Linked DNA regions of Mus musculus: region 1 is linked to region 2. Evidence: chromatin contacts called from public promoter capture Hi-C data. All regions are on one chromosome and are shown on one strand. Each heading gives the region's core, a stretch centred on a gene start, on an enhancer-like site or on the middle of the called end of the contact. The rest is flanking DNA. Distances are from core to core; before and after follow the strand shown.

Region 1 (6,304 bases), core at 1,404-3,903, 2.0 Mb before region 2:
AGAGCTCTTGTTATCAAAGAAAGATTGAGGTTTGAATTATGGCTTAAGCAATGATTAACTGCCTATATTTTGGGGACAATATCACACCCAAATTAACATTGGCGTGTTTGTGAAGTTCAACTATTAGCTTCAGAATTAAAGCATGTGTGGACAAAGTTTCAATCAGGAATTTTATTTTCCATCTTTGTATAAACATTTTCTATGTAATAAGCAATCACAAATTTGAAAGGTTAAAAATATTTTATTCATTACTAAATGGAAAATGTATGTTGTACCCATCCTCTAAAAGCTCAGGGTTCATTGTGGAAGAGAGGGTGGAAATAATATAACACCTAGAGATGGTGTATAACTATGAGTAGCCTATCTGCTGGATACAACAGAAGTTTCACATATGAACTTACAGTAGTCATTCCAGCATACACAAGACCTGTACATCCTCAAACTAGACCAAACAACATCATGTATAGGGAAGTTGGACATGAAGCAAAGGAGCCATTGGTAACTGATAGACATTAGGAGAGAGTCAGTTTTCTCTGAGAATGTATCCCCTTGTAAGTCAACTATGCCCCAAAGGAAAGGAACACATCCAACAACATTTGGGCAGCACAAATTAGTGTTGGTAGGTTTTGAAGAAAAAATAAGAATACAAGGTGGGGAAGTTGGAAAGTAGGGATAGATCTGGGAAGATTTTCAGAGGAGGGGTGATGAATATGATCCAATTCCCAAATAACTAATGACTACTAAAAATGTTTTCAATTATAATAGCACTTAAAGAGAAAGAAATCTAAACAATAAAGTTGAATTGCATTAAAGACAGAAATAATTATTTTGCATTTATATTTGTGTGTGTGTTAATTCATAAATTTAGTTTATGTAACTGGAAATTTCATCATAAAGGAGTTAGGAGGCTTTTAGCTTGACATTTGCTATATTTGAATATGTGATTTCTAGGAAGTTCACAGAAGCATTTCGTGTTTCCTACATGGTTATGACCCTGCCAATCCACATACATTTCTTGCACATTATGTGTCTTAGTTGGGGTTTCTATTGCTATGATAAAATATCATAACCAAAAGCAACTTGTGAAGGAAAATATTTATTTCATGTTATAGCTTGTAGTCATTTCTTCATCCAGGTAAAACAGATCAGGAACTCAAGCAGAAACCTGGAGACAGGAATTAGTGCAGCAGCCATGGAGAAGTGGAGCTCTCTTGCTCCTCATGGCTTATTCAGCCTTTCTTATACTGTCCTGGACAAGCTGCCCAGGTGTACACTGCCCACAGTGAGCTGGACCCTCCCACAACAATGGTAACCTTAGAAAATGCACCACAGACTAGCCTCTAAGCAAAGCTTCTAAGGCATTTTTTTTTCAATTGAGAGTCCCATGTGTCAAGCTGATATAAATCTAGCCAGCACAACGTGCCAAGAAATTCAGCCAGGAAAGAGGAAAATGTGGAAGTAATTATAGCCACTTTTTGTGTCTAGACATCTACAAGGTACAGAAGTGAAGATTGTTAGCCTTCTAGAATACTTTTTTCATGGGGGGAAATGAAACTTCACAAACACGCCAATGAACAGCATCCTAAAATCCTAAGAGTCTGTAGCAGTATGTATTATGGAATGTGCTACTGCATTAGGGTTTTTTTCTCCTCTTCCTCACTAATACATGCTAATGCGGTTACACTTGGAAAAGAACGGGAGTAAAGTGTTTTAGTACATTCTGGTGGGCTGTTTGCAAACAGCTAAGAATATCTACCCTTGCAAAGGGACAATGTTGATATTTGTTGTGTAGCAAATCCTTAGGAAATAAAACATTTTATCATGGAAAGAACCTCCTTAAGACTTAGGATATTGTAAAGGGAGCCTAGTTAAGGCTCAAGAAGTAAACAAAGATATTATGAAGTCAGTGAAACTAGTAAGATTCATTAGGTCTCTCTCTAGCATATGTAAGCAGTAAAGACTGCTGAAATACAATCTTGGATCCACTGAGCTGTCTAGAAAAGACTCAAACCAACAAAACTGCCTACAAAGGACACTTCAATTTGTTCAACTGTCTACAGACTATATTGTGCTCTAGGTCTCAATCTTTTATAATTTGTCACCCATGCTGGAGTAGGCTTTTGTTAATGCACTGTCTTTGAGTCATTTCAGCTCCTGTGACTAACCCCTCATCCATAGTCCTGTAAGTAATGCCAATAAAATACATTGGTTCACCAAGTTGGATATTGGTGGTATCCTTACTTTAATCTGTTCTCAATTACCTATCAGGGATAAGTACACAGTTGTTTGCATCTTGCTAGAAGTATTACACACAAATATTTAATCCTCTTACAGAAAAAGGAGCAAGTAACAATCACAACAAAACCTCAAACACAAACCACTTTGCTAAGCCAGGAACACTGGAGGAAGCAACTTATTGATGTAGGTGGAATAGAATGTTATGCTGCTCAGTCAAGACTTCAGTTTTGTAGTTGATTCCCCACATCTAACAAAAAACATTTTCAAGAAACCACATGCAAAGACATCTTATGCCTCCAGTCTCAGTTAATAAATAAGCTTGTTTTAAGTTGGATTATTGCTATTCTTCCAAAGCTTGCTGCCTTTGTTTCCTTCAGCCTCTCTACGTTTCAGGAGGAAGCGTTGAATCTCAACATGCCTATCAGCAAGGACAAGCTGATTTTAATATTAGGAATGGTCTGCTTGGAACAAGGTCATTCTGAAACCCTTTCCTCCATAAGAAGTAAGTTTCAAATTAAGTGTATAACTACTTTCGGTTTTGTTTGGTTGGTTGGTTTGTTTTGTTTTTTGTCTGGTGGGATCACTCTTGCAGCAAATCAGAGTAACGTCTCCACCTCTTGTTCCCTTGGGAATACAAGAGAAGCAAATTACTTCAGAAATGTAATTGGTTCTCAAAAATATTTCTCTGGAATTTTCTCCTGTGATAAGCATATGGAATTGAAATAATATGAAATAAATATAAACAGTTGTAGGGACCCTAAGTATTTTCTCCTAGTTTTACCAACTGACCTAGGATTGGCCACTTATTTGGAAGCATTACACAACCTGGTATTCTTCCATGGAGCAAATTCTGGGAGATCAGAACAGGTTTGGAAGTATTTAGAATCTTCAGGGAAATTATCCTAATAACCATATGATGCATGCTCACTGACATATAGTATAAATATTTTTGCATTGATTATAATGAGCTTAAAACAGTTGTTGGCAAGCTTGTCTGTAGTCGGACTTGTGCCAGCCCAGAGAATCAACATGTTTTCTGTCTCTGCTTCAGTGACTTCAGGTAATACTAAATTTTATGTCTAGCAGATTTATGACTCATCCATCTGAAGCAGCTGGAACAGCTTTTGATCATACATGCAATGGGCTCAGAATGAAACCACAATTGGTCGTTTCATGTTTTGCTGTTATTAGATACAGGTCTCATTGATTTTTAGTTTTCACGTCTTCTACATGAAGATGAAAGTCCTTTTTTCAGGCAATGTGTGGGGATTAAGAAATAAATTATATGGGAGAGCTTTATATGCTTTAAAGACGATCTAAGTAGCTCTCCTCTTAAGGATATAGTCCCAAGAAAAGTCATGTGCTCAATCAGCCATGCTTTCAGGTGTAACTTGTAAGCCAGGAACTGTGCTAGACCTTAGAAGTGTGTATGCATAGGACCCACATTCCTAAGTATCTCACTGAAGAATTCTGTAGTCCAATGAGGGAAGGAGACAATTTACTCTCATAACATAGCTTGGAAAGAACTGTTAAAGGGGAACAGGGAGTGGAGAGAAAGAGTGCTATATTGTGGGAGAGATCCAGGTCCCAGTTTGAAGAAATCAAGGAAGACTTTTCAGATGAAGTGGTAGTAAGCATTCAAAGAGCCATCTAGGTGAAGAAGCTCAGTGATAATGATGGAGAGTTTTATATGCACTCTTGGAAACTTCATAGGAAAAAATAACCTCAAGAGAAACAAATTCAACACAGAATTGCACAGTGTAATTAAACAAATTTAAACTCACCCCTTACTTAAGAAGTCAAAAGCCCACATAAATGCACACATATTGAAGTGTTGTCGGGGATGAAGGCTTTCTTGTTAAGTTATGTCTTCTCTTTACCTGACAGGCACCTGTCTTAACACCAGTGTGTGAATTAAAACTATCATCATACCACTGTTCCTGAACAATGTATTTTTTGCCCTATAGTAAATCTAATTAAATTTCTTCATATCTAACTGTGTGGCAGGCATGCATTAAAGACTCAGTCTCATAGGCAGAGCAGAGAGAGAGAGAGATAGACACAATTAAAAACTAGGACAGACTACAGCATCATCCATAAGTTAACTAAGCAACTCTGCATATGTGAATTTGTAATTCCATTGTGCCTATGCTAGATGTGATGTTACACACCTGTAATCCAAAAGCAGACTTCCAAAAGCAGAGGCAGGGAAAACATGAACTTAAGGTCATCCTGAGCTCCATATTGAAATGAAATTCTCTCACAAAGAAAAGGAAGGAAGGAAGAAAGGAAGGGAGGGAGGGAGGGAGGGAGGGAGGGAGGGAGGGAGGGAGGGAGGGAGGAAGGTATCCCCATTGTTGTGGAGTCCACAGTCTACCTGGGTTGAAAGCCAGAAACAATCATCTTGGTACACAGTGAGTGTGAGTGTCGCAGGATACTACAAAGTACCTCTCTTTTTTTGAGACCAGAGAGCTCTGAAAGAAAAGAGACTGAATTCCTGACAACCCAGTGCCAATTATCCCTGCAGCAGTTAACCTTCACATTAGAAGTCAGTCCTTTGATGTTATGCCAGTGCCTGGCAAATACAGAAGTGGATGCTCAGTCTGGATGGAACACAGGGCCCCCAATGAAGGAGCTAGAGAAAGTACCCAAGGAGCTAAAGGGGTCTACAACCCTATAGGAAGAACAACAATATGAACTAACCAGTACCCCCAGAGCTTGTGTCTCTAGTTGCATATGTAGCAGAGGATGGCCTAGTCAGCCATCAATGGGAGGAGAGGCCCTTGGTCTTGCAAAGATCATATGCCCAGTACAGGGGAATGCCAGGGCAAAGAAGCAGGAGTGGGTGGGTTGGGGAGCATGGCGGGGGAGGGTATAGGGGACTTTAAGGATAGTATTTGAAATGCAAATGAAGAAAATATCTAATAAAAAAATAGAAGTCAGTCCTTGGTCTGGGTAAAAATGGTTCAGTCAGCACTGCTTTCTATGCAAGCACAAAGAACTGGGTTTAATCCCCAGAAACCATTTTTTAAGGTGATACAGTAATGTGCATTCCCAAATGCACTTGTTGAGAGTCAGTGATGGGCAGATCCTTGGGGCTAGCTGGAGAGTTGCAAGCTAGTGAGAGATCTTGTCTCTAAAAACAATGGGCTAAGGAAGATAGTCAAAGTTGACCTCTCGCCTTAATATGCCCACACATGGATAAACACACACACACACACACACACACACACACACACACACACACACACACGCACCATAGAAGCTCTCTCTCTCAACAGCACACATCTTATGTGTGACAAAACTGAGTAATCTGTTCTTCAAAACACATCTAATCCCATCCATTAACTTAAAGCCGTATTGTAATTTCTTTACATATCCCATATACTGCATTTTGTTCTTGTTTGGAAAATTCTTCACTATATCTTAGTCCTAGAAATTAATCACTCAGTGTCTATCTTGTCTTTTTCCCAGATCCTGACTGTGGGCAGAGTTTGGTTAAGCCCCAACCTCAGAATTACTTTAGCCTTTTCAGTCGCATTGTTGGAGGAAGCCAGGTGGAAAAGGGTTCCTATCCTTGGCAAGTGAGTCTTGCAATTCCTTCTCTAGTTGGTGAAATAGGATATTTCAAGCTTGTGTCATCCAGATCACATGCTACTTCCCTTAGATCACCCTCTGTCTAGGAAAAAAAAATTCACAACACACCCAGAGCTATGCTTTCCTAATCTTAAAAGAAGATTAATTAATATTCATGATTGAATTTGTGCTCAACAGGTTGCCTGTGTGTTCTTGATAAACATAACAAATATTTTTTAAGTAGATGACTGGTCACTTGACCAATTAATTGGTCATCTGTTCAATTCAGAAGTTCATATTCAAATCATAATAATGGTGAACCATTGGCTTTTCTTTCATGATTTTCTGTTCTGTCTTCTATATTTAGCCTCCTCTCAGTATTCCTCCTGTTTGTTTATTCAGTATTTGTTTTGGTTCAAATTATTTAATCTAGAGTATAAAAAGCTCTAAGCATTCACTGTACCATTGAACTTTATATAATCTTGCCAGA
Region 2 (6,127 bases), core at 2,171-4,670:
GTACAATTTAACTGTGGCTGCAGCTGATCGGGGACAGCCACCCCGCAGTTCAGCCGTGCCAGTGACTGTCACTGTGCTGGATGTCAATGACAACCCACCCGTCTTTACTCGAGCATCCTACCGTGTGACAGTACCTGAGGACATGCCTGTTGGAGCTGAGCTATTGCATGTGGAGGCCTCTGATGCTGACCCTGGACCTCATGGTCTTGTGCATTTCACTCTTAGTTCAGGTGACCCTTTGGGTCTCTTTGAGCTGGATGAGAACTCGGGTGCCTTGAGGCTATCCCGCCCTCTGGACTGTGAAACCCAGGCTCAACACCAGCTTGTGGTGCAGGCAGCTGACCCTGCTGGAACACACTTTTCTTTGGTACCAGTGACAGTTGAGGTCCAGGATGTGAATGACCATGGTCCGGCCTTCCCATTGAGTCTGCTCAGTACTAGCCTTGCTGAGAATCAGCCTCCAGGCACTCTTGTGACCACACTACACGCGATTGATGGGGATGCTGGGACTTTTGGTAGACTCCGATATAGCCTGTTGGAGGCAGTGCCAGGGCCTGAGGGTCGTGAGGCATTTTCCCTGAACAGCTCAACAGGGGAATTGCGGGCACGGGTGCCTTTTGACTATGAGCACACAGGAAGCTTCCGTCTACTAGTGGGTGCTGCCGATGCTGGGAATCTCTCAGCCTCTGTCACTGTGTCAGTACTGATTACTGGAGAAGATGAATATGACCCTGTATTCTTGGCTCCATCTTTCCATTTCCAAGTGCCAGAAGGTGCCCAGCGAGGCCACAGCCTGGGTCACGTGCAGGCCACAGATGAGGATGGAGGTGCCGATGGTCTGGTGCTCTACTCGCTGGCTACCTCTTCCCCCTATTTTGGTATCAACCAGACAACAGGTGCTTTGTACTTGCGAGTGGACAGTCGCGCACCAGGAAGTGGAACAACCACCTCTGGGGGTGGGGGCCGGACCCGACGTGAAGCACCTCGGGAGTTAAGGCTGGAGGTAGTAGCAAGAGGGCCTCTGCCTGGATCCCGGAGTGCCACAGTACCTGTGACTGTGGATATTACCCACACTGCTCTAGGCCTGGCACCTGACCTCAACTTGCTATTGGTTGGGGCTGTGGCAGCCTCCTTGGGAGTTGTGGTGGTGCTTGCCCTGGCAGCTCTGGTCCTGGGCCTTGTTCGGGCGCGAAGCCGCAAGGCTGAGGCAGCCCCTGGCCCGATGTCACAGACAGCGCCGATAGCCAGTAGCTCTTTACAGAAACTGGGTCGGGAACCCCCCAGTCCACCACCCTCTGAACATCTGTATCATCAGACTCTTCCCAGCTACGGTGGCCCAGGAGCTGGAGGTCCCTACCCTCGTGGCGGCTCCCTGGACCCTTCACATTCAAGTGGCAGAGGCTCAGCAGAGGCTGCAGAGGATGACGAGATCCGCATGATCAACGAGTTTCCCCGAGTGGCCAGTGTAGCCTCCTCCCTGGCTGCTCGAGGCCCTGACTCTGGCATCCAGCAGGATGCGGATGGATTGAGTGACACGTCTTGTGAGCCTCCTGCCCCTGACACCTGGTACAAGGGCAGAAAGGCAGGGTTGCTGCTGCCAGGCGCAGGAGCCACTCTGTACCGAGAGGAGGGGCCTCCAGCCACTGCTACAGCCTTCCTGGGGGGCTGTGGCCTGAGCCCTGCACCCGCTGGGGACTATGGCTTCCCAGCAGACGGGAAGCCGTGTGTAGCTGGAGCACTGACGGCCATTGTGGCTGGTGAGGAAGAGCTCCGTGGCAGCTATAACTGGGACTACCTGTTGAGCTGGTGCCCTCAGTTCCAGCCTCTGGCCAGTGTCTTCACAGAGATTGCTCGGCTCAAGGATGAAGCTCGTCCGTGTCCTCCAGCTCCCCGTATTGACCCACCACCCCTCATCACTGCTGTGGCACACCCAGGAGCCAAGTCTGTTCCCCCAAAGCCTGCAAGCACAGCTGTAGCCCGGGCCATCTTCCCACCAGCCTCTCACCGCTCCCCTATCAGCCATGAAGGCTCCCTCTCCTCAGCTGCCATGTCCCCCAGCTTCTCACCCTCACTGTCTCCTTTGGCTGCTCGCTCTCCCGTTGTCTCACCATTCGGGGTAGCCCAGGGCCCCTCAGCTTCAGCACTCAGTACAGAGTCTGGCCTGGAGCCTCCGGATGACACAGAGCTGCGCATCTAGCTGTGGCCCTAACTGGGCCCCGACCTGGGACACGTCCAGTGTCCCCAAAGCAGGCCCCATTCTCAGCCTGCCCTGGGCAGCCTCGGACCATGACTGACTATGGGGAGGCCACCACCAGTCCCCTGCTCTCCACCTTAAACTCTTATAGCTGGGACAGGTCCCACATTTCTCTGCAGTTCCTTCAGCACTAGGACCACAGAGGGCCTGTTGGTCATGACCTGTGGCCAGATCCAGTGTGGAGAGAAATAAGAATGAGGCAACAGCCTTGGGTTCTCTTCAGCCAAGACTTCCTGCCCTGCACCAGCGCCCTGCGATGGAGCTGAGACTTTATTTATTGGGGGTTAGGGGGATGGGGAGGTCCCTCCAATCTGGGCCCAGCTCTTTTGGGTTCTTCTGACATCCCTGCCCCTGCCCAGAACAAGTGCCAATTCTCACTCTGGAGCCTTAATAAACTGCAGTTTGTATCCAGCCTCTGGCTCTGTTCTGTCAGGGTAACCAGAAGTCACTGGCGTAGCACTGTGGATACCTGGCACAGTAGCCAAGGAGGCCCAGAGGGAGGGCGGACAACAGGACATGTAGGAGTAGGGTTGGCACTGAGAGCTCAGAAGCCTAGCCTTGGGATCTCTGCTGCTTTCCCCTCTAACATGGTCAGGACTTGAACTGCAGTGGTTTCCTGCAGAGACTGACAGAGTAGGAAGCAGTCTAGGGTCCTAAGCCTGAGGGTCTGGAATAAGATATGGTGATTATTAAGAGTAGGTAAGTGAAGAAATCCCCAACCCCCCCCCCCCACACACACACACCTTGGAAACATGAAATGTCCACATTCATAAGAGCTCACATTAGTTGAGTCTGCCAGGTCAGTCTTGGCTCCATAGGCTTGCTTTATTGCAATGTCCACTTTTACTCCCAAGTATGAGGCACATTTCTTTTACGTAACAGTCACTGAATTTTAAGTGAAGAAACCTAGGCTCTGAGAGCTTGTTTTTCTAATATTGTACGGCCAGGAGCAGCCCATACCTATGGGGCTTCAGAGCCCACTCCTTTATGATTCCTTTAGAGACAGACAGACTTGGGCAGCAGGTGAAGAGGAGCCCTGGGCTTAGATGCTCAACACAGCATAGAATTCTAATAGCAGCCCCAGCATTCAGAACAGCTCATTTGGGAGGGAGGAGTCAGCAACGTCACTAGTTACTAGGCAGGGAGATGGGGGAGGTGCCAGACCATGCTCATGTGACTTATCACATGACTACAGATCAGCCTGAAAGCCAAAATGGGACTCCAAGCCCGGTGAGAAACTGAGGTGGGGAGGGTAGCTAAGGGGGATTACATTAGAGGGATTACATGTTGTAGAAGGAGTACAATGAGGGTTCGGCTCCTGATGAAACCCACCTGCTGTCCCTGCAGCCTCCTAGGGCTCCTTGCTCTCGTCATCGCCGGCAAATGCACTTACAACCCTGAGCCGGACCAGCGGTGGATGTGAGTTGATTTAGTACTACAGGTGCCTGTCTCTGCAGACGCTTGGTCCTAGCTTTCCTCATCCTCAACTGCTCCTAGTACCCACTCTGTAGCCTTATTCGACACCCCCTCGGCTTAATCTCTGGTCATTTATCTCCTATGATCCTTATCTGCATCTAGGATTCGACCCAAAGTCTCAGTTCTTAATCCCAAACTTTCCATGATCTGGATTTCTCGTTATGGCCTAATCAAATCATGTCCCTGACCCTGTAGGCTGCCTCCAGGCTGGGTGTCCCTGGGCCGCGTGGATCCCGAGGAAGAGCTGAGTCTCACTTTTGCGCTGAAACAGCGGAACCTGGAAAGACTCTCGGAGCTGGTGCAGGCTGTGTCGGATCCTAGCTCTCCTCAATATGGTGCCTATCAGTTGGGGCAGGAAGTGGGAGGCAGGACCAGGCAGGCACTGGCTGGTGCAGATCATGTAGGGCCATGTTTCTGGTATGACAGACAAATGACAATAACTGCCATATTCATACACACACACACACACACACACACACACACACACACACACCAAAATTTCCACCTGAGTTCTTCAGTCTTAAAACTAAGAACAAATCTAAGCCTAGTAGCATGAGGTAATAATCCTAGCTACTTGGACTAAAACAGGACGATTTTGAATCCAAGGCATGCCTGGGCAGTGTAGCAATATTGTCAACATTAAAACCAATTTTTTTTAGAGGCCTAGCTAGCTCATTGATAGGGTGGGTGCTTACGGAGCATATGAAAAACCCTAGGTTCAAGTGCCAGGAAGATGGTGGGTGTGGGGTAGCTAGCTGTGTTTAAGAACACATGATTCATAATCAGATCTAGATTGAAATGTTCACTTACCCTACCAGCTCTCAAATGGAGGACTAGCACTTAGTGTGTGTGCATGATCAAGTCATGGACCTTACCCCACTCTCATAGCCACTGCCACACCCTCCTCTGTTGCTAGTTCAAGTCCTAAATTGTCTTTGGATTAATCCACTCTGGCCATTCCTCTTGCTACCAACTCAGTTGTTTATTCTCTTTCTGGATTACTGCCCAGTACCCGGACTGGTTTGAAGCTTCCTCTCCTTCACCCCACTCCCCAGAACAGTCCCTTCTCTATTCTAGAGTATTCTCTATGGTGCTCAGGCTGGAGTGAATCCTTCCCCTGCTTAAAGTCCTGTATGGTGAGGCAAGGGTGTGTGTGTGTGTGTGTGTGTGTAGAATGGAGGCGAGAGGAGGGGGGGGCATCCTTAGAGCACCCAAGAAGCTCCTCATATGCAGGAAAGAATGACTCACCGTTATGTTGTTTAAAATCAACAAGGATGAAGAGCTGAGCTAAATTAGAAGGTTCTGTATAACTGGCTCCAAAAGTTTGGGGAAATCTTTTTGAAGATAAGCTTAAAATGGGATATTGAAAGTTTACTAACGTCCTTGAGTTTTTGTGACCATGGTAACACATGCTGTGCATTTTTCCTGGCCATGACGTTTCATGTCTCTCGAGCCTTTTCTTCCCTTTGACTCTCACTATGCCTAGCCCTACACAGTCCTCCTCGGGAAGTTTTGATGTCCTCTGATTGAGGTCCAGACAGACAACCCAGGAAAGCCTCAAATGAGGACGAGAGCCTCTTCTGAATCCCTGCAGGAAAGTACCTAACCCTGGAGGATGTAGCTGAGCTGGTTCAACCATCACCCCTGACCCTCCTCACTGTCCAAAAGTGGCTCTCAGCAGCTGGAGCCCGGAACTGCGATTCAGTGACCACCCAGGACTTTCTGACTTGCTGGCTGAGTGTCCGGTGAGAAGTAATGATTTCCCCATAGAATCCATTGTCCCTACAAGGAGACAAAATACCCCAATTGGGGGAGTTTAAAGCGTGCTGGGAGCCTGTGGGTATAGGTAATGCATACGGAAATGATGGCAGGCTGCTAAGTGGGGCTCAGGCCAACTCTTCTACTCCTTCCCATGGTTTCTGTTTTCTTACTTCCAGACAGGCTGAGCTGCTGCTCCCAGGAGCTGAGTTTCATCGCTATGTAGGGGGACCTACAAAGACCCATGTTATAAGGTCCCCACATCCCTACCAGCTTCCCCAGGCCTTGGCCCCTCATGTGGATTTTGGTAAACCCAATGGAGTTGGTGGAAGTTGTGGGAGGGAGGTCTACAGGCTGAAGAATTTTAGATGCCAAAAGAGGCATAGAATCTTTCCAGTAGAGAAGTGGGTGGTAGTGTCTGTAAGACCTCCTTAAGCCTGACCCCTTTCCACAGTGGGGGGGCTGCACCGTTTCCCCCCTTCATCTCCAAGACAACGTCCAGAACCACAACAGGTAGGAACTGTTAGCCTGCACTTGGGAGTGACTCCGTCTGTGCTCCGTCAGCGATACAACCTGACAGCCAAAGATGTGGGCTCAGGCACCACCAACAATAGCCAGGCCTGTGCCCAGGTGAGCCAT

What was found. Promoter capture Hi-C pulls out the DNA fragments that hold promoters and counts their contacts.
Region 1: a promoter capture Hi-C map of cranial neural crest shows a contact between it and region 2. The contact joins the promoter of Ovch2 here to the promoter of Tpp1 in region 2. A contact is called at or near these places in 3 of 39 promoter capture datasets (cranial neural crest, embryonic stem cells and second pharyngeal arch cranial neural crest).

What each region holds. Positions count from the first base shown.
Region 1 is chr7:107,797,528-107,803,831 of GRCm38.p6, reverse strand. Ovch2 (ovochymase 2) reads left to right here and starts at 2,653. Exons shown (of 16, transcript NM_172908.3): 1 at 2,653-2,740; 2 at 5,713-5,822. The coding sequence starts at 2,653.
Region 2 is chr7:105,749,528-105,755,654 of GRCm38.p6, reverse strand. Tpp1 (tripeptidyl peptidase I) reads left to right here and starts at 3,420. Exons shown (of 13, transcript NM_009906.6): 1 at 3,420-3,484; 2 at 3,602-3,673; 3 at 3,926-4,065; 4 at 5,325-5,475; 5 at 5,668-5,795; 6 at 5,943-6,118. The coding sequence starts at 3,468. It overlaps Dchs1 (dachsous cadherin related 1), which reads left to right. Exons shown (of 21, transcript NM_001162943.1): 21 at 1-2,666. The coding sequence ends at 2,197.